Regions from separate parts of the Mus musculus genome. Here all the other regions are linked to region 5. A link is a contact called in public Hi-C and HiChIP or PLAC-seq data. All regions are on one chromosome and are shown on one strand. The core of a region is the stretch at or near the end of the contact, and the rest is flanking DNA. Distances in the headings are between cores, read along the strand shown. Region 1 overlaps Gm38911 (a long non-coding RNA gene). Region 2 overlaps Grin2b (glutamate receptor, ionotropic, NMDA2B (epsilon 2)). Region 3 overlaps Grin2b (glutamate receptor, ionotropic, NMDA2B (epsilon 2)). Region 4 overlaps Grin2b (glutamate receptor, ionotropic, NMDA2B (epsilon 2)). Region 5 holds the start of Grin2b (glutamate receptor, ionotropic, NMDA2B (epsilon 2)). Region 6 overlaps Grin2b (glutamate receptor, ionotropic, NMDA2B (epsilon 2)).

The links. A called contact is a pair of places that touch in the nucleus more often than the background predicts. HiChIP or PLAC-seq counts read pairs in DNA pulled down with a chosen protein or histone mark.
Region 1: an H3K4me3 HiChIP or PLAC-seq map of embryonic stem cells shows a contact between it and region 5, with 5 times the contacts expected there. The contact joins the enhancer-like site here to the promoter of Grin2b in region 5. A contact is called at or near these places in 3 of 39 promoter capture datasets (embryonic stem cells, hippocampal neurons and stem cell-derived epiblast-like cells), 1 of 484 Hi-C or Micro-C datasets (pancreatic cancer cells) and 5 of 115 datasets of contacts at active chromatin or transcription factors (astrocytes, embryonic forebrain, embryonic stem cells and 1 more).
Region 2: a Hi-C map of forebrain shows a contact between it and region 5, with 5 times the contacts expected there. The contact joins the enhancer-like site here to the promoter of Grin2b in region 5. A contact is called at or near these places in 2 of 39 promoter capture datasets (the 3T3-L1 cell line and second pharyngeal arch cranial neural crest), 3 of 484 Hi-C or Micro-C datasets (cortical neurons and forebrain), 5 of 115 datasets of contacts at active chromatin or transcription factors (SST interneurons, embryonic forebrain, embryonic stem cells and 2 more) and 1 of 9 other capture datasets (adipose tissue).
Region 3: a contact with region 5 is called in a Hi-C map of cerebral cortex, with 8 times the contacts expected there. The contact joins the enhancer-like site here to the promoter of Grin2b in region 5. A contact is called at or near these places in 1 of 39 promoter capture datasets (neural stem cells), 1 of 484 Hi-C or Micro-C datasets (cerebral cortex), 5 of 115 datasets of contacts at active chromatin or transcription factors (SST interneurons, VIP interneurons, astrocytes and 2 more) and 1 of 9 other capture datasets (liver).
Region 4: an H3K4me3 HiChIP or PLAC-seq map of forebrain shows a contact between it and region 5, with 3 times the contacts expected there. The contact joins the enhancer-like site here to the promoter of Grin2b in region 5. A contact is called at or near these places in 3 of 39 promoter capture datasets (embryonic stem cells and liver), 1 of 484 Hi-C or Micro-C datasets (cerebral cortex), 8 of 115 datasets of contacts at active chromatin or transcription factors (SST interneurons, embryonic basal ganglia, embryonic forebrain and 5 more) and 3 of 9 other capture datasets (adipose tissue, embryonic stem cells and liver).
Region 6: an H3K4me3 HiChIP or PLAC-seq map of forebrain shows a contact between it and region 5, with 6 times the contacts expected there. The contact joins the enhancer-like site here to the promoter of Grin2b in region 5. A contact is called at or near these places in 10 of 39 promoter capture datasets (cranial neural crest, embryonic stem cells, frontonasal cranial neural crest and 5 more), 10 of 484 Hi-C or Micro-C datasets (cerebellar granule neurons, cerebral cortex, cortical neurons and 5 more), 7 of 115 datasets of contacts at active chromatin or transcription factors (PVALB interneurons, VIP interneurons, astrocytes and 4 more) and 1 of 9 other capture datasets (adipose tissue).

What each region holds. Positions count from the first base shown.
Region 1 is chr6:135,698,936-135,702,876 of GRCm38.p6, reverse strand. It overlaps Gm38911 (a long non-coding RNA gene), which reads right to left. Exons shown (of 2, transcript XR_869507.2): 2 at 1,308-1,874. Among named protein-coding and RNA genes, the nearest start is that of Gm38911, 12 kb to the right of the region's middle. Within about 2 kb of position 1,751, at least 24 of the 459 cell types and tissues checked have an H3K27ac peak or open chromatin away from gene starts, as enhancers often do. A contact at or near this core is called in embryonic stem cells, where this site is marked.
Region 2 is chr6:135,795,506-135,799,371 of GRCm38.p6, reverse strand. All of the region lies in intron 6 of Grin2b (glutamate receptor, ionotropic, NMDA2B (epsilon 2)), which reads left to right. Among named protein-coding and RNA genes, the nearest start is that of Gm14330, 55 kb to the left of the region's middle. Within about 2 kb of position 1,836, at least 9 of the 459 cell types and tissues checked have an H3K27ac peak or open chromatin away from gene starts, as enhancers often do. A contact at or near this core is called in cortical neurons and forebrain, where this site is marked.
Region 3 is chr6:135,737,705-135,741,640 of GRCm38.p6, reverse strand. Grin2b (glutamate receptor, ionotropic, NMDA2B (epsilon 2)) reads left to right here. Exons shown (of 15, transcript NM_001363750.1): 12 at 559-719; 13 at 2,495-2,682. The region is part of intron 1 of Gm14329 (a long non-coding RNA gene); the gene reads right to left. Among named protein-coding and RNA genes, the nearest start is that of Gm14329, 6.8 kb to the right of the region's middle. Within about 2 kb of position 1,745, at least 4 of the 459 cell types and tissues checked have an H3K27ac peak or open chromatin away from gene starts, as enhancers often do. A contact at or near this core is called in cerebral cortex, where this site is marked.
Region 4 is chr6:135,858,376-135,862,286 of GRCm38.p6, reverse strand. The region is part of intron 5 of Grin2b (glutamate receptor, ionotropic, NMDA2B (epsilon 2)); the gene reads left to right. Gm14330 (a long non-coding RNA gene) reads right to left here. Exons shown (of 3, transcript XR_003956535.1): 2 at 3,723-3,795. Among named protein-coding and RNA genes, the nearest start is that of Gm14330, 8.0 kb to the right of the region's middle. Within about 2 kb of position 2,641, at least 28 of the 459 cell types and tissues checked have an H3K27ac peak or open chromatin away from gene starts, as enhancers often do. A contact at or near this core is called in SST interneurons, cerebral cortex, embryonic basal ganglia and 1 more, where this site is marked.
Region 5 is chr6:136,172,075-136,175,847 of GRCm38.p6, reverse strand. Grin2b (glutamate receptor, ionotropic, NMDA2B (epsilon 2)) reads left to right here and starts at 2,303. Exons shown (of 15, transcript NM_001363750.1): 1 at 2,303-2,375; 2 at 2,911-2,983. Gm26653 (a long non-coding RNA gene) reads right to left here and starts at 2,820. Exons shown (of 3, transcript XR_378074.4): 1 at 2,739-2,820; 2 at 1,874-1,994; 3 at 138-1,348.
Region 6 is chr6:135,827,182-135,830,883 of GRCm38.p6, reverse strand. The region is part of intron 6 of Grin2b (glutamate receptor, ionotropic, NMDA2B (epsilon 2)); the gene reads left to right. Among named protein-coding and RNA genes, the nearest start is that of Gm14330, 23 kb to the left of the region's middle. Within about 2 kb of position 2,358, at least 17 of the 459 cell types and tissues checked have an H3K27ac peak or open chromatin away from gene starts, as enhancers often do. A contact at or near this core is called in PVALB interneurons, VIP interneurons, cerebral cortex and 2 more, where this site is marked.

The DNA.
Region 1 (3,941 bases), core at 502-3,001, 470 kb after region 5:
ACCTACTGGTGACACACAGTTAGGAAGTGGAAGATTTTAAAAATAATTTAAAAAAAACTAAGGCATAATTGAAGGAAGCAGGTCATTGGGAATGTTTCTCTGCAGGTCTATTCTCTGTTTCTAAGCCTCCATGAGCTGAGTGGCTTTGCTAGACTACAGACTGTTCCCTTGCTATAGGCCTAAAGCAATGAAGCCAACCAGCTGTGGAGTAAGGCCTGTGAGACAGCACACCAGAACAAACCTTCCTTCCCTATAAGCTGATTTCTTCGGGTATTCCATCACAGCAACAGGTTGGTTAACACAAGGCTGGATCAGGTTTGACTTCCCCCATTTCCCATCTCAAGAATGTGACAGTTGCAAAGCTCAGCCAAATCGACCTCAGAAATATGCCTAAAATTCCCTGCAGTCTAGGTCAGGCCCTCCCTTACTCGGTCAGGAGCAACACAATGGCAACGAATGGTGTCCTGAAGGTTCTTCTTCCCCCTCAGAGTTCCAGGCCCATCTGTTCTTCAAATGTGCAAGGTGACCACACAGTAGAATTCTGGTTGTTGATACCTTAAGCCATCTGTGTCTTCTACTTTGTACCTGTGAATGGACGTGAACACCTTCGAAGCATCCTTGGTATTGCCAGGACTCCATTACCCCACCAAATGTCAACTTAAGAGTCACCTTCTCTTTCGAGCCTTTTCCAGTTGCCTCAATGATAGAAATCCTTTTTTGCCTTGACTTTTGGGACAACGGTTGCCCTTGTGGTGGAGTTGCCCATTCATGACTTCTTCCCTGAGTGGGTGAGCAGTGTGATCCAAAAACAGATATGTAGAAAATATAATAAAAGAGTATGGAGGTCAGGCTACTGTCTCACCTGACTGACCCTCTGGGTAAGATGAGTCTGACCTACAGCTCCACCCAAGGCCAACCCATAGATACTCTGCTCTGCCCCAGGTCCACACACTCAGCCTGCTCCTCCTTGCTTTTTATACATGTGCACGTGCGGACACACACACAAACTCATACTCATACGCACACACTCACACTCATATACACACACTCACACACTCATCCATACACATTCACACTCATATACACACACACTCACACTCATCCACACACTCAGCACACTCATCCACACATACACACACACACACACACACACACACACACACACACACACATACACACACACTCCAGGCCTCTCCCATCCTGAGAAATTCCTCCACCCCCAATCACAGACCCAGTTTTAATTGTAATCAGATCTCTTTTAATTACCATCATATGCACATCTCTGGAAAAAGTAGCCCACAGCCTACTTAGTGTAGTTAACGTTTATTGAGGATAATTAGGTGCCGTCCACTGAGCCAAGTGATTCACATTATGTTTCTGTGGCTTCCAGCTACACAGTGACACACAGACCGTTATCACAACAGTTGATGGACTGGTAAACTAAAACTTGCTTTGATTAAATAACTTCTCCAGGCCACACAAGAAAGAAGTGGCAGATTCAGAATTTGATCCCTTGTCATCTGTGACGTTTGTCTTATAAATGGGGAATATTTATCTTGTTTTCTTCACTGATTTATCCCCTAGGACTTAGACAAATGTTCAAGACAGAGTGGATGTTCAATCAATATTAGTTGAGTAAGTGAGACTGTCATGAGGGTTTCCCCTCAATCACGATACAGAACTGCCTAGTCAGCCCTCTTTTCTGCTGCTTCCTTTTCTGCAGTCTCTGGTCTGCCCCGCTGTGGCCTCCTGCTGTATTGGCGAGTCACGTCTGATGTATTTCCTGCCTCTTCTTCTGCGTTTCCTGTCCCCATCAGCTACATGTTCTGTTCCGGTTGCTCCAGTTTCTGTTCTCCTCCACCTTTTCCTACTTGCTGTCCAAACAACAGTGGTCAAAATAAACACAAAGATGTGACGTCAGACTCTTATTTCATACAGCCCTCCTCAAATTTGGGGCAGAGAGCGGCATTGCTAATCCATCCTAGAGATGAGGCATCACTAAGTAGTATTATGTCACTTTTAGGGAATGTTGAGAATTGGCAGTCTCGAAAAAGGGCTCTGAGTCCGCAAGCGCTCTCTGTTTACACTGATTGAACTGTCTGCTGGAGCTCATGATTGTAGATCTATACTAATAATCAGGTCTGAGCGATCATCCCAGATTCATCCTTGCTACACCCAGGCGTCTCTTGGTGATAACCAGCGTAGCTTTCTAAACTAACTCACTAGTGTTCTGTTTTATAAAAATATAAGGGAGAGAAGAAATATGTTTGGTGGAGGTGCAGTCAGGTGTGGGGGAAGGGGATGCCTCTGTGGGCCCTTGCTGAGCCATCCCTTTCCCCTGAGGGACCAGCCACATGAAGGTATAGTATAGAATAGAGTTTATTCAGGGCATGGGGAGGGGAATTAAGGGGGGGGGAAGGGGGAGGAGGAGGAGGAGGCAAGTAGCCCCTTTTACAGTGAGTCAAGCACACATGGGACTGTTGCTAGATAACTGCGGGGCGGAGCCTAGACTAAATGCCAACATCTAATAATGTAAACAATTTACTAGTCCATCTTCCCTCTCTCCTCACCTTCCTTGAGTTCATCTTGGCAAACTGCACTGACATCTGCCTGGATGCCACCGCAGCACAGGGTGCCACTGTTCATGCGGCCATCACTAGCTCCTGTTCTTTCTCCTGCTCACACACCCTCAACTCCAATTGGACTCCCAACTCCTGCACTTCACCACGCCTCCTAAGCAGGGGCGTGCCTTCTGAAACACTGGTGCCATTCAATGGGCGCAGAGCTTCGTGGTTCCTTGCCTCCTAAGCACAGAACACACTATCTGTCCCTGTCCCGTTTCTCAGCTTACATGTCTTTGTCCCTACATCGTCAGCACGAGCCCAGCCACACCTTGAGCAAGTCCCTTTCTTTCTTTTACTAGCGTTTGTCTCTCTTCCCCCCCGCCCCCCGCCTGCCATTTCCAGTCCTTTCCCCCTATAAAATCTTTATCACGCATCTGCTCTCCTTCTCTTGACCCATTCCCGTTAGACCTGGGTACAGCTTCGCTCTTTGTCCCCCTGTATAGCTGGGACAATTTTCCTTTAAGACAAAAATGACCCCAATTTCACACTGAAGACAGGGCCCGTCCTGAAAACTAAAAACGCTGATTGGTTTTTGCATCCAACCAATCTTGCCCAAATAACTGTGCGGGTAAATTAGTAACCTTGTGAGTAACTTCAGTTTCCACCTGTCAGGAAGATGCTTAGCCAGTGGGGCACACACGAGAGGAAATCTTTTGCTAGAAGAGGGATTTGCTCCAGAGACGGTTGACTTCTCTGAACTTAATTATATTTCTTTTTCAATTACAACTGTCTTAACTAATCCTTCAGCGATTCTGTAGTTACGTTACTTGTAACTCATGAGGGAATATGTCATTTAACTTAAGTTCAACACTGTGTAATTAAACACCAGCTCCAAGGCCTATTATTAGGATACTTCTTCTTTAAATGACTGTTACCTAAACTGGTGGCTTGGGAGAGCAGGAGAAACGTAGATCATGCATTCCTTGGCCAGGGCAGCACTTAGCAGCCTGTGACTCTCACTGGTTAAGCTGGGAAATCATTGTGTGGAATCCAATGGGCATTTGTACCGAAATCAAAGTCACATTAAATAGGAAATACCACAGGTTAAGTGCTTGTGAACGTCTCAATTCAGATGCATTGTCACATGGTTGTCTGAGGAGTATTTCTTATGATATATGTCACGGGAATTTTTAGAGAACACTGATTTAAGAGAATTTATTACATTTGAAATTGTTGACTGTGAATTGACTATGGGATTTGGGACCACTGTCCAACTTCTCTATTTAGTTTTCTGTTCTCCAAAGTGGAAATAATATCGACACTTACTGAGTGTCTGCTAGGATGCAGTTCAGACCGCTGCCCCAGCAATGATGCTCT
Region 2 (3,866 bases), core at 587-3,086, 380 kb after region 5:
AAAGGCCACTGGTTTGAACCATTTATCCTTACTCCCCATTGATGAAAAAATCTGCAGACTTGCACAAAGCCACAGCCTTCTAAGATGAAGGCTCCCAAAAGTGAGGGCTTCTTTTCCCTCAAGACAGGTTGAAGGTGTGGCTGATAGGGAGTGTAGATGCCCATGCATGCAATGGACCGTGGCCTCACACTGTATCCTCTTCCTGCCTCTCCTGTTGCTCCTTCCCAGAAGATAGGCTGAGTGAGCACCCTTTATCAGAAAAACATTCCTGCGCATGAATTTGAGGTCATTTTAGATTTTGAATCATGATATATTTCCCCATCTCCCAGTTGTAAAAGGAAGAGCTTGCTAGAGATGAGTGCTCTCAATTCTTGCACTCCACAGGATGACACTGTTGTTTAGATTAAATGCTGCTTAGAAATCCCATTACAGTTGTTCTGAAAAATAAGAGTTTTAACGGTGAATAAGGGATTCGGACACAAACTTGACACCTCTCTAGATTGCTGTCAGAGCTAGATCAGACAGTCAACATTCATGTGCACTGAACCCCACGGTGTGCACTGAACTCCACGGTGTCCACTTCCCCTTTCTCCAGACCCCTGGACTCTTTGCTGTGTGCCCACCCTCTCCCCCAATGCCCCTGCATGTTCTTCTATTTACTCTGTGGCCCAAAGTCACTTCATACTTTATTAACTCCCTCTGCTTAATTAGACAGAAGATGAGATCCAAACACAGTGCAGAATACATGGAAATTAACTGACGAAATATAAACAACAGGCTAAAGAACACTTGTTGGAGCCCCACTCCCACCCCCAGAAAATGTTAACTGTGGAAGCGGAAGCATTGCTGGAATGTGACTTCCTCACAGACCCACACAGGATTGGAAACGTTATACTGCTTCACTGGAGATTGGCTCTGTGGTATTTACTCCGGCATCGGTCCACCCCGGTGAGCTGTGACTCCCACAGACTCATATTTCTGTCTCCTGCCTAAGGAATCCTTTATCTTATATAAGCAAAATGATGTTGAAAGTGGAGGCATCTGGATGCTTTGCCTTTCCCTAGAATATTTGGCTTGTGGCTTGAAAGATGAGGCAAGCAAGACAGTGACAAACCCTAACGGGGGTTACAGTGATTTTAGTTTCCTGCCTCGATCACCCCCGTTTTCCTCATTGCAGTGTCAATATACCCAATAGGACTGAAGGAAGAAAGGTTTTCTTTGTTGATGGAATGCAGAAATGTCAAGCCAGAGACCACAGCTATGACTCTGGGCTACAACATGTTGAAGGAGAATGTCATGGTAGCAAGAACCTATGAAGGAGTGATGATTCACTTCATGGGTGTCAGGAAGCAGAGAGGACATGGATTGGGGATTTTTCTCTGCATTTTGATGAATGGCCAGCAGCATCTCAAAGGAGGAAGGATTTCTTTGGGCTCATAGTTTCATGTCAGGGAAGGCACGGCAGTGTTGATGGTGGTGGGAGTAGCTTGGTCCAGGGTGGAGGGAACATTGGGATTCTTGCTCATGTCGCAGAGGATGGAAACCAGAGAGAACTCAGTCCAGAACCAAGGCTAGCCTGAACTGCTCAGAGCCCACCGCCCCCGTGTCTCACATCCTCCAGCTAGACCCCACCTCCTACAGATTCTCCTCCCTTCCATAAACACTGTCACCAACTGGGAATTTAAGTTCAAGCACATTAACCTGGGGAGGGACATTACATTTTCAAACTATAACGGAAGGACAAAACTCAGCGGCCAAGGATCCACCCAGTGATCTAATTCCTCAAGTTAGTCTCCACCCTCCACAGCTCCCAGGCTCTCCCAAAATATCTCTGCCAGCTTGGGACAAGTGATTCAACACATGAGCCTGTGGGGGGTGTTTCGTATTCAAACCACAGTGGCAAGTATAGACGTGGAATTTTATCTGTGCCGCTCAACCTAACTTCACCTTCACTTTTATTCTAGAACCTTCTAATGTTACACTAAACGTACTTAGAAACTTCTCTGCCTTGCTCTTTGAGCTTCATTTAAAGCTTTAAATTGGCAGAGGCTTTTCAATTCAGTTGTCATTTTCAATGAATATTTTTTTTTCAGTCAAATGGCTTTAGTTAAGTTGAGGGACAATTTAGTTTTAAGGTGAGGAGCACTGAGGCAATTTAGTAATTTAATTCCACCATGTGGTCTGGACATGAACCCAAGGCCTGGGGACTGGTGCCTCTCTGTTAATTAATTCTCTATGTCAGACATCTGGGAAGCCGCCTCTTCCGCTTGGTCTGAGTTGACTAATTAATTAAGCTGTGTTTGTAAACAGGCATTTTCTCCCCTAGCCCTTTTTTTGTGATCATCTGTTTCTTTAGCCACAAGCTGATGACCCTACTTAATGGCAAACTACCTAGCCAATAATTCCAATCTCCTACAGGCTCCGGACAGGTCGTTTGGAGGCTGCCCAGCACTGGGCAAATCTGGGCATTGGAAGAAGGTCAGTAAGGATTGGGATTCAATTAAGTCATTTATTAATTATGTGGCTGCAGGCGAATTGTCTCACATCACAAAATGTCAGTTTCCTCGTTCCCTCCTTCAACCCTTACCGCTTAGCCTGGGACCTGGAGTGTGGTTGACACTCTCTATACTCCAGGTATGCCTCTCTGAGGGATCTCCCATACTAACCTTGACTTTGTGCTGAGCTCAGGGATGGCTAGCTTCAAGCTACTTCTGTTTGCATTATTATGCTGGTCTTTCTCCAACCCATTGTTGATAAGCTGACAACTGTTGTGACCTTTACGCCTTACAGAGAGAGAATCCGTTTCTGCAATGGGAATGGACAAAATCCCAGAGCTAGCCAGAGATGGAGCATGACCGTTGTCTTCATACTCCTGGCCTTGAGCTTCTTCCTTGGAGACCAGGTTTCCTCCTGACCTTCAGCAGAATGTAAAAGGAGGTGCTAAACACTGGGAGTGGGGCAGGAGGAGAGTTACAGGAGTGCTGCCTGAAATAGCACCTCATTAAAGAAATCAATGCTAATCAGTGATGCTCACGGTGGCGAAGCACCTGTTAGCCATCATCACCCAATAGGAAGGAGCTTGCTGCTAGGTCCCCTCCCTGGAGCATCTTCCCTCGACAGCCCACCTGCTTTGGCTAAGTACGTTGTCAGCAAGTGATGTAACTCAATGTTTCTAACTAATTTCAGTAACATTTGTACATCGGCAGTTCCATATATGACCGGTTGTATTATCAGCTTTGTGCGATAAGAAAGATACATGTATACATATAGCCAGATAGACATAAAATTACAATCTCCCATTTTTACAGTAAGCATCTAAGAGGCCCAAAGGTTAGAATTGTCACATTCACGAGGCTCTTCAGTGGGAGAGGTGGGACTGCTTCCGCAGCTTCCTATTGTAAGGTTAGTTCTGTTTCAATGGACTATAATTAAGAAAGATGTCAGCGCTGTGCTTACTGAAGAAGTTTTGCTGTTCTTGTCTATTAGTTTTTGCTTGCTTTTCCCTCTTATGTTGCACATGGGTGTTGCACGTGTGTGTTCTACATATGTGTGCACATACGTGCACTTGAATTTGAAGGATGAAAGACCATCTTGGTGCTTATTCTCAGTCATGGCCCACCTTTTATTGTGATCGGGTCTCTCACTGATCTGGACTACACAGGGTAAGCTAAATTGCCTGGCTAGTAAGCCCTGAGGACCTACTTGTCGCCACCTTCACAGCTCTGGCATTCCAAGTGTGTGTCACCATATCCTGCCTTTAAAAGTAGGTTCCGGGAATGGGACTCTGACTCTCGTGTTTGCAAGGCCAGAATTCTGATGAATGAGCAGTCTCCTAACCTCTTTACTCACTTGTTGGTTCTGCCTGG
Region 3 (3,936 bases), core at 496-2,995, 430 kb after region 5:
AAATAACATGTGAATTATCCAATAGCTGGTTTAGGATCAACAGAATTTTGAGTGCTTTGAAGGTCAAAAGAAAATTTCTTAGCAAAATATATTCAATATTCAAACATTATTTCCATGACTGACATGCTGTGTGACCTTAATTGTAGAAGGACAATGTGATTGGGCCTCTGAATTAAGAGGCCTGAGTGCAGATTTTAGACAATTTTTGGAAATAAAAGTGACTAATGTACCACAAACTATATCATGCCACTTTCAGGCCCATCATCACTGGTATTGTGTCGGATGCATAGAAGGAACACACAGGGTTACAGATTAAACTCGGGACTGGGCAAATAGAAATCTCTCAACAATACGTATTAAATTGAGTTGAACTGAAGTCCACTTCCAGAAGGCAATTACTGCTCCTGAGTGAGGGCTAATGTGTTTGGTGAATTATAGTCGGTTCCTTTCCATTATAAACTCACTAATGCTGACTTAATGTCTCTTCACATTTTTCTAAAGCATTTCTTCTTTATTCTGTCTCTGTCTCTCTCTCTCTGTCTTTCTTTCTCTCTCCAGTTCCAGAGACCTAATGACTTCTCACCCCCTTTCCGCTTTGGGACTGTGCCCAATGGCAGCACAGAGAGGAATATCCGTAATAACTATGCAGAAATGCATGCCTACATGGGAAAGTTCAACCAAAGGGGTGTAGATGATGCCTTGCTCTCCCTGAAAACAGGGTAAGAACGGCCTCCAAGCTCAGAGTGATACACCTCTCACATCCACTGGACACAGTTTGAACTTGAACCATACTCATTAAATCAAAAGACTGTTTCCAAGTCAAATTTGATGGCATTATTCCAACCCTTGTACAAGAGTTCTTATGATGTTACTTGCTTCTATATACCATCCTGCAAATTGTTTTCTGCTTGCATGAATGTGGGCATGGAGTGGAAAAGAAACAGATCAAAAACTAAAAAGGAAGCGTCAAGGAGAGAGCGCATATCTGTTACACATGAGCTGTAGTCTAAGAGGTGTAATAGACAGTTCCGGTGTCTAGGGAGAAATGAAACAGGAAGTGTGCAAAATTTGTAGACGGCAACAAGTAGAAATGTGTTGATTGATCCCCAATTTCAGCTTTGATTGTCACTCCTGATAGCCATTCTCTGTACCCAGAGTGTATTTGTTCACAAGCTGTTAATGCAGCGATTTGGGCACACTTGTCCTTTAGTTGGAGAAAGTGAAAGCTATGAAGAATGGCCAGCACTTGAGCACTGTAAATGTCGAAATTTGGAGGCCAATGGGTCATACAGCTGTTTCCCTCTCTCCTATGGTGACCGTGGACCTCCTCTGGCCACCTTTGCGTCTTAAGGTTCCCAAGTACCACCTAGATTTATGGCCATTTAGAATGTGGAGGCATTCAATCTCACTGTTCTGAACAAAATCACAACAGGTTTCAGAAGACAGGATCTGAGGTTAGGGTAGGAGTGCTCTGGATAGTCCAAACTACGGGATCCGCATAGTTCTCAATTATACCGGATGCTTGGTGTTTGGGCATGCCACCAACCTGCATTTTATAGGATGCATTTTGTGAAATTGCCTGTTGCTAGTCATATCAAAAAGGGCTTGTGGGCTTGTTTGTTTGTTTGTTTGTTTGTTTGTTTCCCTTTTTCTTGAGGAGTGACAAAGATGCCTAGCCTGTAACTGTTGTGCAGGCTTGCATGCCCTGCTCACTTTCATGCCTGTCACTTGCATGGCTTTATCTGAACTGCTCCCTCAGCCTTTCGGTGTGGAAACGTTTGGAAACAGTGATTGGTGCATGCCGCCTCGCTCTTAGCCCACCCCATCTTTTCTTGGTGCATCCCTTCTTTGCAAAGCTCAATGTTTCACGCAATGTGCATGTAGGCTTAGGAATCTGAAAGTCCTTGGTCCTTCTGAATGCTACCTTCTTGCAGTGCTGTGAATGTGCTCTCACACGAGCTTGCCACCAGCCTGGCCCCTCAAAGCAGAGTCACACAGCACAAGAGAATGCTGAATTCTTTCTGACCACCAAAATAGCCACATATCTACTGAAACATATACACCTACACTTTCCCCCACTCTGGACTGTAATGAACTGAGAAATGAAAAATGTTATATAACTCTTACCCGTGCTATTTGTTATCACTGCGGTGCTTACTTTTCATTATTTCTGTTATTATTTTTATTGATTCCTTTTTACTCCTTCTCCTTTTCAGACACAGCTTATGAGTTGGCCTCAGGCCCAACTTACATTCTTATCACTCCTGGTGGGAGGGGGGAATAAAAGAAACAACTCCTTTCAACCTGAAGTCCCATCAAGGGCAGCCTGGGATGCAGGCTTTAGACTCTGACAATAGTCCAACTTGAGCCTTACTGTGAGCCAGTCCTCCACATAGCTTCTGCAACCCTACCACTTCAGACTAATGCCCCAGTAGGTAGTACTGTTGTGTAATTTCCTCCTTAGTATATGTTGGTTCGCTTCTTTCTTGTGCAGGAAACTTGATGCATTCATCTACGATGCAGCCGTGCTCAACTACATGGCTGGAAGAGACGAAGGCTGCAAGCTGGTGACCATTGGCAGTGGCAAGGTCTTTGCTTCTACGGGCTATGGCATTGCTATCCAAAAAGACTCTGGTTGGAAACGCCAGGTGGACCTTGCTATCCTGCAGCTGTTTGGAGATGGTGAGTTAAAGTAAAGGGGAGTGTCCACTTGGCCTCCACCAATAGCTGTTCTGAAATAGCAACCTTTATCCTCTATTTATCCAAATCAGCATGTCACAAGATATGATTAGATTGGAGAGTACGTTTTGAATTCTTAGGGCCACCATAACAAATGACAGGAATGGTGTGATGTAAACAGTTGAATTCGTTGTGTTGAAGTTCTGGGCACTACAGGTATCAGTACAGGAAGCTTCACTTGGAAGTGATGAGGAGGAATCCTCTGTATGCTTGTTGAATGGCTTTTGATGTGTCTTCTTGGTGCTCTCTTCTTGTTGGTTCCACTAGGTATTCCTTGACTTGTCAAAGCACCACTCAGATCTCTACTTTCATCCTACCTGGATGAATGTCTTTCTCCTGTATTCATCTTTCTCTGCATCCACCCTTTTCTTAAGGCCAATCACATGAGGTTAGGGGCCTGCTGGGGATTGCAGTGTGCTTTGCCATTATTAATTGCATCTGCAATGACCCAATTTCTAAATCACACCCTAAGCTACCATAAAGGTGTGGTTTAATATGAGAATTACAAGGAGACATACTTTAACCTGCACTGGGTAAAGATGAGGGAGGAATTAAAGTAGTTGGAGATAAGGGAACATTTGAAGATTGTGTGGGACTTTGATGCCTCCGGGAATGAAGTAGGCTACAGTTAGATGTCACCCTACATGTGGCACAACACCAGACAGATGTAGGGCAGTGCTCTTTCTATTCCAGGAGGAAGGAAAGTGAAACAAATGTTTGTCTGTTTCTACATCCTTCATTCTGTCCTGCCACGGTCTTCTGGTTGAAGAGGTGGAGGGCAAGGATCCTCAGATGTAGATACCAGAAGGCATTTCCTGTGTCTTTCTGGTCATGGGCTGAACACTGAGAAATGTATCTCACCGGACTACTATCTTCTGCATTTCTCTTCATGTCCTTGCCCAAAACAGTCTACCCATAATCCTCACACACAAACTAATCTAGATAGAGATGATCTTCACTCTGCATGGTTCTGAAGTCCACCAGACACGTGGGTCTGTCAACTAGGTCCATGGGACATTTTTTATTAGGGAAGACATCAGAGACACAAGGCCAGGGTCAGGTTTCCAGGTTCCACCTGAATCTGGCTTCTACACTAGTTAGAAAAAGCATTGTTGAATCAAAGAAGAGAAGAAACGTGAGTGGATTTCTATAAGAACGAGTAGGGGTTTGTAGCTGGAATGCTGATAAGCCATGCTG
Region 4 (3,911 bases), core at 1,392-3,891, 310 kb after region 5:
TTTTGCCTCAGCCTGGGCTTAGAGGTATGGGCCAACATAGCCAGTTTCTGCTGCACAGTGTAAGCTGTGGTCCTTGTTAGGCTTGGGTATTTAAGGCGTTGAATTTACAGGCTTCTAGTGTTGAAACCATTGTGTTTATGATGCTGTTATTTGTGGGGCTTTAGGATTAAATCCTTTATATTTGTGGCTCACTTATCGTTGTGGCTCCATTCCTGAGAGAGAAAACATGCAGGGTCCGGGCGGTCTGGGAGAGCGGGGACATGTGAGTGAAGATGACACAGTTGTCAGAATTTTCTGTCCTCTCTAGCACCTCAGGGGTGTGCCCCAGCCATACATGTTCTTTTGATTCCTTGCCAAGGGCCCCCTCATGTTCATCTTCTTGCTGATGGAGCGGGACAATGCAGAAACCCTAGGGACTCCTTGTTGCTTTCCATAGGACAACAAGTTCTTCATTCCTTGTCACTGTCACCAAATCAGGACTAGGTACTCCCCTGTCTGCCTCAGAGGCACATCTCTGCATCAGAACCTGGCCATGAAATTAGCAGGTAGTCAGAGAAGCCTTGTTATCGCTTAAAACTCGGGTTATTTGACCTTCTAGTGATACCACTCCTTTTCTGCTATAGGAGTATCTGTTTGCTTATTTTGTACTACTAGGTATCACACCCAGAGGTTCACTTAAGGTATGTAGATGCTTATACTCCATGCCTTCTAATACAGGCTTATATAACCAGACATCAAGCCAGATGCATCCAAAGAATGGTGTGCACATTGTTTCAAGTATTATGAATGAGGAAGAATAAGAGGAAAGATTAACAGAGTCACAAAGGAAGCTTTACCCTACACACAGAGAGACTTGTACCAGTTCCTTCAGTTCTGGAGAAAGATGGAAGGAGAGAAGAGATGTAGGCATGTGATCAGGAAGGTTATCCTTGATGTAGTCATTTCAAATTACAGACTAGACCGTGGGAAAGAGCTGGTGGGCTGGGGTTCAGAAATAGACTTTGGGGCTTAGGCATATCTCATTTAAATTCTGACCTGTCTGACATCACTAGTCTTTTGCCATGGCCAAGCCCGTTTCCTCATCTGTAATATGGCATCACATCCGGCATCACATGCAAGCTCCCTGGAGCAGTGAGTGCCTGCGAGACGTGGCTTCTCACTTTTCTGTTCCCACTTGACCATTGTCACATGCCCTAGCAAGTGAATTTCACGTTACTGAGAGGCGGGAGAGCCAAGTTGCAGGTTAAATGAGGGCAAAGGCTCTTATGGTTGCTTATAGTTTCCATAGCAAGGCTCTCACATGAGGAGAGCACCTGAATGGACATGGATAGGCAGGGCTTGGGCGTCCTTACCTCTGGTTCAGAACACTAAGAACCGACTCCTCTCACTTCCTTCCTAGCTTATGTTCTTGTTCCCTATCTCACCTCTTCCCCTTCCTTTAACATTTTCTGGCCAGTGGCCCTGAGTTGCTTTCAGATTTGTGCTTTTCTTTTGATACTGAGTTATAAGTCTACCTTGCACAGTTCTCTGGCAGGTTTGACAGCTCTGCCGTTCCTGGGCTTGAGGCAAGACTCTTCTCATCCAGGCAAAGAGCCACAAGTAGCAGAGTCATTAGAGCAGAAGAGGAGGGATAAGTGCCCCCATTTCATGGTTTACAGAACCATCTACACTGCAGAACTAGCAAGAGAGCTTGACAACACACGTTCTCGGGTTCTATCCGAGGAATATCGATAGAGTCCTAGTCTTAGGACTAGGGTCCCGAGATCTGCACATTCACCAGGATTACTGGGTAAGTATCAGGGACCCAGCTTGATCTCTTACAATAAACCTGCAAGGGCCGATGGCATGCTAACATGTACATGCCTGCGATGCTTTCTTTAAGCCATGTTTTCAGGCTGCAATTTTAAAGGAGGCACAAGAGCTCTAAAGATCTTAATTGTTCTTAGTTGAGTGTGAAGGAAGACCTATGAACCACGATAGACACCATCCTTCAGTTTACGTGTGCTGGGTAATCTAAAATGGCCCAGAAACTACATTTCCAGCCATTTACTATCTCCAGGGATGTCCTGAGCATGTTTTTAAAGTAGAATTCCTGTAAGTTACAGGCATAGGTTTTTACTAAGGGACAGTAGTACGGGAATGCAGTGTCTGTCTTGACAGGACCTAACTTTCCACATTCAATAAGATCCTCACCCATGTAGCCTCCCCTCCTTACTGGACCTGAAAAATGAAGAACAACATCTAGTTACTCGGTGCAAATTACTAGATTAAATAATGGCTTAAGAAAGCAAACAAATTAGCTGCAAGGAGATTGGGATCCTCATTCATAATTTTCCTCTTTGGCTCCAGCTGGAGTGCCTCAGACCTCATCCCTGCTGTCCTGAGACCTTCCTGCCTAAGATGTAGATTTGGCAGCAGGGTTGCTTTAGAGGCATTCGCGCTCCAACTGGAGCCTCAGGTGTGGTTAGGCAAAGAAATGAGAAGCATGAAACCCTCAAGATAATTCATCTCCTCCAGGTGGTTCCTGTCCACAGCCGGCCCTTATCTCCTCTTTCTGCAACACCTACTTACTTGGATCTTGACTTGTTTTTGGCAGTGCTCTGGATGTGCAATGCGGTTGCCATGGAGATGCTACCCAGCATGCCGCATGCTGTTTCATCTTCTCTCCATCTCTTCATTTCTCTCCAGTGTGTGCTTGTTCGCTCCCATTCTACCTCGCAGACACCCACCCCAACCTTTTTTTTTCCTAATTGAAGATATCAAACACCACACTTCTTCAAGCCGTTTTGCTACAGCCCCCCCTCCCCCGAACACACACACTCTTATTGAACGTGTTTTAATTTCATATAATCAGAATAACCTGTACTGACTGGGAAACAGGGAAGAAAGTTGCCCCAAATGTTAAATTTCCCTTGTTTATGCTGGTTGCCTGGGAGGCTGAGGGAATTCAGGCAAGTGTTAATCAAATTAACATCCCTCTACTTTCCCGGAGATTAGGTCTTTACCAGGTGGAGAGAGACTTAGTAGCAATACCTGCTGGTTTCCACCTGAGCTCCTTCGCATCTCTGCTCTGCAGATAGCTCTGAGATGCCTTCGCTCCCAGTTGCCTGCCCATGAAATATCCATTTTGCCCATTATTTGCATTAAGCCTTAGGCATCGCTGTAGATGCCAGCATGCTGCATTGTCAGGAGTTGGTCCACACATGAAGAAAATCGTCATGTGACTATTGACTGCTAACCTCCCCCTCCCATGACTCTTGTAACTGGCAGATAATGAGAAGAGCTGAGGGAAAGACTTTGTAAGTATGTGTACCTAACCAGGTGAAAATTTAATAGTTTCTCCTATGTATACCAAAGATGTTTTTCTTTTTCTCGATAATTAGAAAGACACTAGGAAATAAATATATAAACATACCTTTCCCTCATCCCCTTCCTTAAAAAAAAGCTCTCTCATCTGTAATGTCATAAGCAAAATGAGTTATATTTCTTTCTTTCCTAAACTGATAAAAGAATTCACATTAGTAAAAACAATCCCAGAATTACCTTTTACGTATGTTCCAGGTGCCTCAATTTTCTAAACTCAAAGCAACCCACTAGGCAGTCACCTTAGATGATCAACAAGACACAGCCCGATATCGTTTTCTTTCTTCTATAACAAAACTGCTCAGAAACAACCAGGGCTCGCCATTCTCTTCCCATGGCTCTCCAATGTGTTTACTTACCTATGTCTGCTTTCTCAGGGCCGTGAGAGGACAGGAGGGCAAGCAGGTCACGTGATCCAAAAGGTAAAGCTGACTTTAGGGATGATTTAATGTGGAAAACAAAAAAGGAGACATTTTACAGGGACCTGCACAAGAATGAGGTCAACCTACATTTTCTCTCACTGCTTTTAGAAACCAGTTTTTGATACT
Region 5 (3,773 bases), core at 1,054-3,553:
CTCAGAAAAACCCAAGAATCACTGAGTCCATGAAAGAGTGGGCAGGGAGGCCTGGGGATGTTACCAAGTACTGTATACTCATGTAAGAAATTCTCAGAAAAAATAATTTCATACAAGGAACTAAGCAGCTGGTTGGGAAGACAGGAAAGACACTGAAGGATACAATTCTCCATTGAGTTTCATGAAATTGCCTTTTTATTATAGGTCAATAATGGTTCCTTTGTGTGATTGAGACTATCATGATTGAATTGCCAATAGTACTGTATGGCATAACGCAGATGGCTCAGGGATGTTTTTTTTTTTTTCTTCTGACTGGTCAGCTCTTTCTCCACCGTGCTGATGTTAATATGTTACATACCGGGATGATCTACGCACGAGATATCTTTCAGTCACTGTGAAAGTCAGCGGAGTGAACCATGCTCTGCATCTCTACACAGAACAGGTAGACTCGGAGAGTGAGATGGCCAGATGCCACCTCTCACTATCAAATCCTTGAAATGCTTACAGAAATCAATTCAGGCTTGGATGATGAAAACGACCTGGAATTAGACTCCCAAAGGAGAGCACCGTGGACTGCGCCACGGGCAGAGGAGATGTGTGTTCCTTCTTTGCTCTCTGCTAGGGAAAGTGGATAGACTGAAATGGAAATGTTAGGTTTGGGCAACAGGAGAAATGAAAACAAATAAGAGTAGTATGCAAGTTTTGGAAAAGGGCATCGGGAGGGAAGGGTGGCCCACGAGGTGAAACGTAAAAGATAGCCATATTTAGAATAGTAGGTTACCAGTCAACCCACAAGGGTGCCTAAGTGGGTGTAGATCTCATTTCAAAAGAAAAAAAGAAAACATTACTGTAAGAGCAAGGGCAGCGTGCTTCACTGTGTCCTGGCTTAGGGCATCTGCCTTTGTTCCAGTCACTAGAACATGCACATGATTGGGTCCAGTCGGCCATTGTGTGCATCCAGCAGAGAGCAGTGACCACATTCCACACTTTCCCAAAGGAGTAGATGCGCAACCTCACTTTGTCTCGGGAAAGAATGGGAATGGTCACAGAGAGGCACACGGTATTGCTTTTGAATACGCGATATTTGTGTTCTCCTCTGTGTGTCGTGAAAACATTAGATGCCAAGAATTAGCCTGACAAAGTTCAGGGAACGGGAAAAAACACTGCTGTGGAGAACCCGCCTGAGGTGTTCCTGGTGCTGACTGGACTAGAGGCCAGTGCGCATTGGCCCGTAGACCGGAGTTCCAGGCTGCTTGGAATGGGACCGATCCCTGTGTGTTCCGGTCACATTCTCCCAGGTTGGTGAGTGAGAAGCCCGTTGTTTTACTGCCATAAAAGTTCACCTCCACTGTAACAGAGACAATGGGTGAGAATAACAAGGATGTATCTACAAGGATATTAATATTGAAGAATAGATAATACTACAAGTGATCACAAGGACTCCCAAAACATAAAACAGCTCAAGAGGGAGAGAAATGGCTGCTATTTTCCGTTTTAGAGAAGCTGGGTTAGTCAGTGCTGTAAAATCATTTCATATGGGAAACATTCGTTTGTCTATCATTTTTGCTTGAGATCTTTAAATAACGCAATCCACTTAAAAAAGAACCCCAAAGTCCTCAAATCTTTCCCAGCAGCCGGAAAATATCACACACACTCACACACACACACATATACACACATACACACATATACACACACACATACACACACATACACACATATACACACACATACACACACACATACACACACACATACACACACACATATACACACATACACACACATACACACATACACACACACACACACACACACACACACACACACACACACACACTGCTGTACAATTCAGCCTTTTAATTACATTTACCTGCTTCCCTATTGTTTAACTGTCAATTTCCTGCACTGAAGACAGATCTCAAGCTCCCTGAAGACAAGAATCCTGTCATCAAGTTGCACTCTGCACCCGGAAAGCAGGTACTAAGCAGAGACTGCTGAATGGAACCAGGGGAGTGGTTTCAGTGTCAGTCTGCAGCATGGCCTTCGGGTTGAGGTGCACAGCCCTGCGCGGTGGTCCAAGGTGGCCACTGTTTCCCCTCTCCCTTAAGCCGCCCCATCTCGCTGCTATTCCTTCTTGCTGCCAGGAGGAGGCACCACGGCCTCGGGTTAAGCTTTTCCCACCCCCTGGCTACCCCACTTCCCCCAGCTCATGACGTGAGAAGCAGCCTCAGCCAAGAGTCTTAGCAGTGGGAGTGAGGGGGTGATGGAGGGGGTTTGGGAGTGGGGAGGGGTGGGGGGTGGAGAGCAAGAGGACGCGCGTGCACACACACCCTGCCTCTTGGGTTTCTCCTCCTGAACCTCCTGTGTGAGAGGTAGGGTGTGTGTGTGTGTGTGTGTGTGTGTGTGTGTGTGTGTGGTGTGCGCGCGCGAGCGCGCGCTTGAGTGGCACGTTCCTGGGTGTGAGACCCAAATCAAGACCAGGACCTTTGATGTCCCCGCCCTCCCCGCGTCGCCGGTGATTAATACCCATTTTTCTTACTCTCCCCCTCCTCCCCTGCTCTTCCTCTCCTGCTGCCGAACGCTTGACTTGCCCCCGCCCGCTTCCCCTCCCCCGGCTCCCATCACCACCAACTGGAATCTGGGCTCTCTTGCCTCTCCACTCCCCCCCCCCCTTTTTGAGAAAGGAAGGTCCTCCCCCACCCCCTTTCCAGCACCACTTCCTTGGGTTCCTTCACCTCTAGGAAATCTCGGGGCTTGGCTCTATGGAGAAGCGCTTCTCGGGTCAAGCTGCCTTTCTATCCCCGGCATCCAGCGGAGCTGGCATCCGAATACATTTCCTTCTGCTCTGCAAAGAGTCGTAGTGAACTTCCCAACCCAGGAGACTGATCCATTTATCCTGCTTTGCAGGAAAGAAAACGTCTCAAACCCTCGACACCCGCCACCCCTCTCCGGAGACTGCCACCTCGGAGGTGCAGAACCGGTACGTAAATGCCCGCTTTGGAGTCTCAATTTTGAGGGTTTGGAGAAATCAGGCAGATAAAGGCTCGAAGCCTTGGCACTGCTAACCAACCTGGTATTGGGTACAGCTTTCCAATCCAGCAGCACCGGGCACTTGCTATTTTGGATGGTTTTTTATTTTTCCTTTTAAACAAAAGGATATTTTTGGGGAGGGGGAAGGGGACAGGACTGCCTTTGGTCTTTCTGAGGTGGTTAATCCCTTCTAGGGGAGAGGCTGGGCAGCGGTGCCAGAGGCGGGAGCCACGCGCTGCGACCCTCCAGTCCAATCCTCTGGCTGCAGGTGCAGCCCGGTGCGCTGCACATCAGCGCGCCGGCGGCGTGAGTGTGCGCGGGGGTGAGTGTGAGTGCGCGCGGGGGCGCGTGCGCGTCGGGGGCGTGTGTACGCGCGTGTCAGTGTGCCCCATCCAAGAAATGCCCAGTGTGCGGCCGGTGCACAATCAGAACCCATTGAGCACGAGCCCGGGGTGGGAGGAGGCTCCGCTGCTGGAGGAGATGAGGAGAGCGAGCCAGACGTGTCAGCAGCATTGCAGATGGGGCTGGGGGCCGCACTCACTGGCGAGTTAAGTGGGGATGGTGTGCGTGCATGCGCGCGCGCGCGCGTGTGTGTGAGTGTGAACTGCTGTGTGGAGCCTCCTCTCCCTGCCTTCCTCCTTGCTTTCCACTTCCCTCTTCCCTCTCTTCCATTCAGGTTGGCTTTTCTCACCTTTCATCCATGCCTGTCCCAGGAACGGCATAGGCAGACCTTTTCGGAA
Region 6 (3,702 bases), core at 1,109-3,608, 350 kb after region 5:
TCACAACATTCAAAGCTGGCCCGCTCTGCCTTCCTTTCCCAGCCCTCACCTCTCTCCACTCAGACTACATTCCAGGATAATTACAACCAACCTCCCTCAATATCCCTGGGATCTCTCTCTGGTCCATCTTTTTTGTACCTCAGTTTCTTCATCTATCAAATGGGGAGAGTAACAGTGCCTTCCTTTAAATTGTTGCTGTAAGCATCAAATGAGTTTTAGTTCATGGGAAATTCTTAATATAGTACCTGTCATGTACCAAGGTTTATCATAAATGTGTCCACTATGATTGCATTTGAACACAGTTTAAACAAATGATACAACTGAATCAGATTCTAGAAAAGAAGAAAATGACCCCTTATACACATAGAAACACACACTAAGAACAAATTCAATTTGGTCTTGAACCAAGACCAAAGCTAGGAAGCAGCAAATGAAATTGTTCATGTACTTGATGATGACTGAACAAGCCACCATGAGGACATGTGGCTCTATTCTCCACATTTGAGAGGCAGAAGCCAGAAGATCAGCAGTCCAAGGTCATCCTTGGGTATGTAGCACATTCCATGCCAACATAGGTTACTTGAGACCCTGTCTCAAAACAAACAAACAAACAAACAAACAAACCCCCAAATTGATAATGAGCATCCTTTCTCCTGTCATTCTGAGATGACTTCTGGGAAACAGGATATAGTTGAGGGATTGATCACTTGTCTAGTATTTTTGAGGACCTAGGTTTGATATGACTTTTTGCTCATGGACTTTCACAGTTCAAATACTAATGAGTAGCAAGATCATGGCAGATCAAGTCTCCAGCAGTCCGAGGGCTACACAGAGTCACGGGAGTATTGGAAATACTGTTTAGACTAAGCATTCTGTGGCCTCTCAGTAGCCTTTCAATAGCAGCCGAAGCACATAAGGAGGCACACCTATTTATGAAACCTCAGAGCGTGTCCTTGTGCTCTTTGATATACTTGGATCCTGTTTCATTGTAATAAACCACAACTTTGTGGTTGGTCATAAAGGACTCCCCTTTATGGCTTCTTCCATCTGCGGTGGATAGACCGGCTTATAACCATAAAGGAATTCCTTCCACAGGAGAACATTGTTTAATGATAAAAGACAAAGCCAGATTCAGGGTTGCATATAAAGGAAATGTTGGCGAAGAGGGAGACTGAGTTACAGCAACACCTGATACGTACATAGTGTTTTGTGGCCCACAGACATTAACATTCCCACAGTGTGACTGGGCATGAGCTTTGGCTCCACCCTGGAACCTCTGGGGAGTGCTAACTCTCAGATTCTACCAGGAAGCTCTAGAGATGAAGTCCGGTCATCCGAGGCTTAACCTATAAAACCCAGGGATGGTTTATAACAGACATTTCTTTTCCCGGGGGGAAGTATCTGTTTAATAGATACTTAAGCTGCTGCGCTGCTTCTGTCCCCTACTCTCATTTTATCTCCCAGCCATTAAGCTTTAAAAGAAGACCAAATCTTTATCCTTTCATAAAGGAGAGAAGAAAGCCATCAGCCCAGCAGGAAAGAGTTAAGACCTGTCCCAGTGGCTCTAGGAGACTCTAAGTGGCCCACAGAAGATGAATGCACCAAGCACTCTTCTAGGGATTGGCAGAGACCAGGGGAGGGCAGTTTTGAACAAAACTGACCCCTTCCCTGGCTTCAGGGAGCTCATTTCCTGGTGGGCGGGGCTAGGGAGCTAACACATGAGCAAATGAATGAATATAATACCAAGTGCTCTGGGAACCGTGAGCCAGGATGCGGTGGCTCTGAGCCATATGGTCCCAGCCTCAAAGGGCCTCCTGGAAATGCGATTATTCATAGAGAAAGTTGCTACTTGTATGTGTACCAATTGTGAAACATTATTTGGGGAAAGTTTAAACCATGACTGACTTCAAGTAAACATTTAATTTTTTAAAATTATGCCGATAGACCCTCTGCTGAAATTTTATAAAGCTGTTGTGCCGAGACTTCAGGCACATTCCTACCCATGGAACGGAGCAATGTGGTGTTAATATTTGATCTCCTTTTGTTGTTATGCTGTGGCTAGCCCATAGAGAATGAGATGAATTTTTGTAACCATTTCAATATTTATGCTTGCGTTTCCCAACAAAGCATGAATGTTCATTGTTCACTACGAGCTATGTATGGTAAGTTGCCTCTCTAATCTGCTGTCATAAGCGAACATGACATCTTTTGGCTTTCTTTCCTGACTGTTAATTATGGCAATTATGTCACTTTTTTACTTGTCCTCACTTGACCCTGTAGCATCCCAATGTGACCTTACACAGGGACGTGGTGCAGATGGATATAAAACAGGAAGTTCTCTGTCTGTTTTTAGATCATAGATGTGATCTGTGTGTCCTATAGGAAAGATGGGACATCTAAAGGTTAAATTGGCTCCTAGCACTTAAGGATTCAGATTTCTGTAGAATTCTGGATTTCAGAATCTTCTAAATATCAGAGAGAGCAGCAGCAGCAGCGGACTATCGCCCTTCTGGAGCTAAGGAGAGCAGTCTCCTTTGGCTGCACTACACGTTCTCCATTTCCACCCCTGGAGACACTGGAGAGTCATCTCCAAGAACAGAGAAGATTTCAGAAAGCACCCATTCCTTGTTTAAGAGCTAAAATGTGTGCCTTGGGAAAGGGCACACTGGGATTAAGGGGTACCCAGTTTATCTGGCCTTTTGGTGCCTCCCTGCAGTTCATCTTGAGGTCTCTAGAGGGCGACTGAGACTTCTGTGCTATGTCTTCGAAGTCTGAACCACCTCAGTCTGTAATACACTAAGTCTCCCATTTCACCTTAGAAAACAATAGACACTGGGTGAAGGCCCCTCTATTTCTCAGGCAACAAAATATAGAAACAATATGCCACCATTTAACACCTTAAAGCGTTGCAAGAGGATTTGGAGTGATCCAAAAGTACCAGTGGGCCCAGAGGAGAAGGCTTCAACCAAGAGTAAGGAGGGCTCAAAAAGGTATGTTGGTGGGGAGTAAGAGAAAGAAGTGTAGAATTAAAAACAAACAGACAAACAACAGAAAAATAAATAAAAACAAAAACCCCACTCCCCTTAGAATAGGAAAATGCCGTCACATCTTAAATGTAAAATGAAAAAAAAAAAACTGACAGCGATTAAGGGAGGAAGGGAGAGAGAGAGAGAGAGAGAGAGAGAGAGAGAGAGAGAGAGAGAGAGAGAGAGAGAGAGAGAGAGTGTGTTAGTTCAGCGCTCCAGATAGAAAGGAAGAAGGTAATGGCATTAATTGCTTGTATATTTGTGCAAGTTCTAAATAAGGATGTGAGGGGAGGGCCTAGTCTCTCTCTGTTCCAGGAAAGTGGCATTTTAGATTCTCCCACATCCTACTCCTGAAGTTAGAAGCATTCCATCTCAGAGTGGAACTGGTTCTTCAGAGAACCACAAGGATCATGTAGCCACATTTCAGAGCACAGACAAATCCATCCCGACTGGCTTTTCTGCAGTCTGTGAGAGTCTGGCCTTTACCCCCCTGTGCTGTCAGCATGCAGTCAGCTTTAGTCTAAGTCCGCAGACATAGGTGAAGGACTCAGTCATAGAGACCCCTGCATCAGAGGCTAAGAGAAAAATCAAGGCGAATGTGACAGCTCACTCTCTCTCTCTCAAGGACTGTGTGCACTTAGCAGAAGGGATAAGAAGGTCAAGAGGCAGGGAAGAC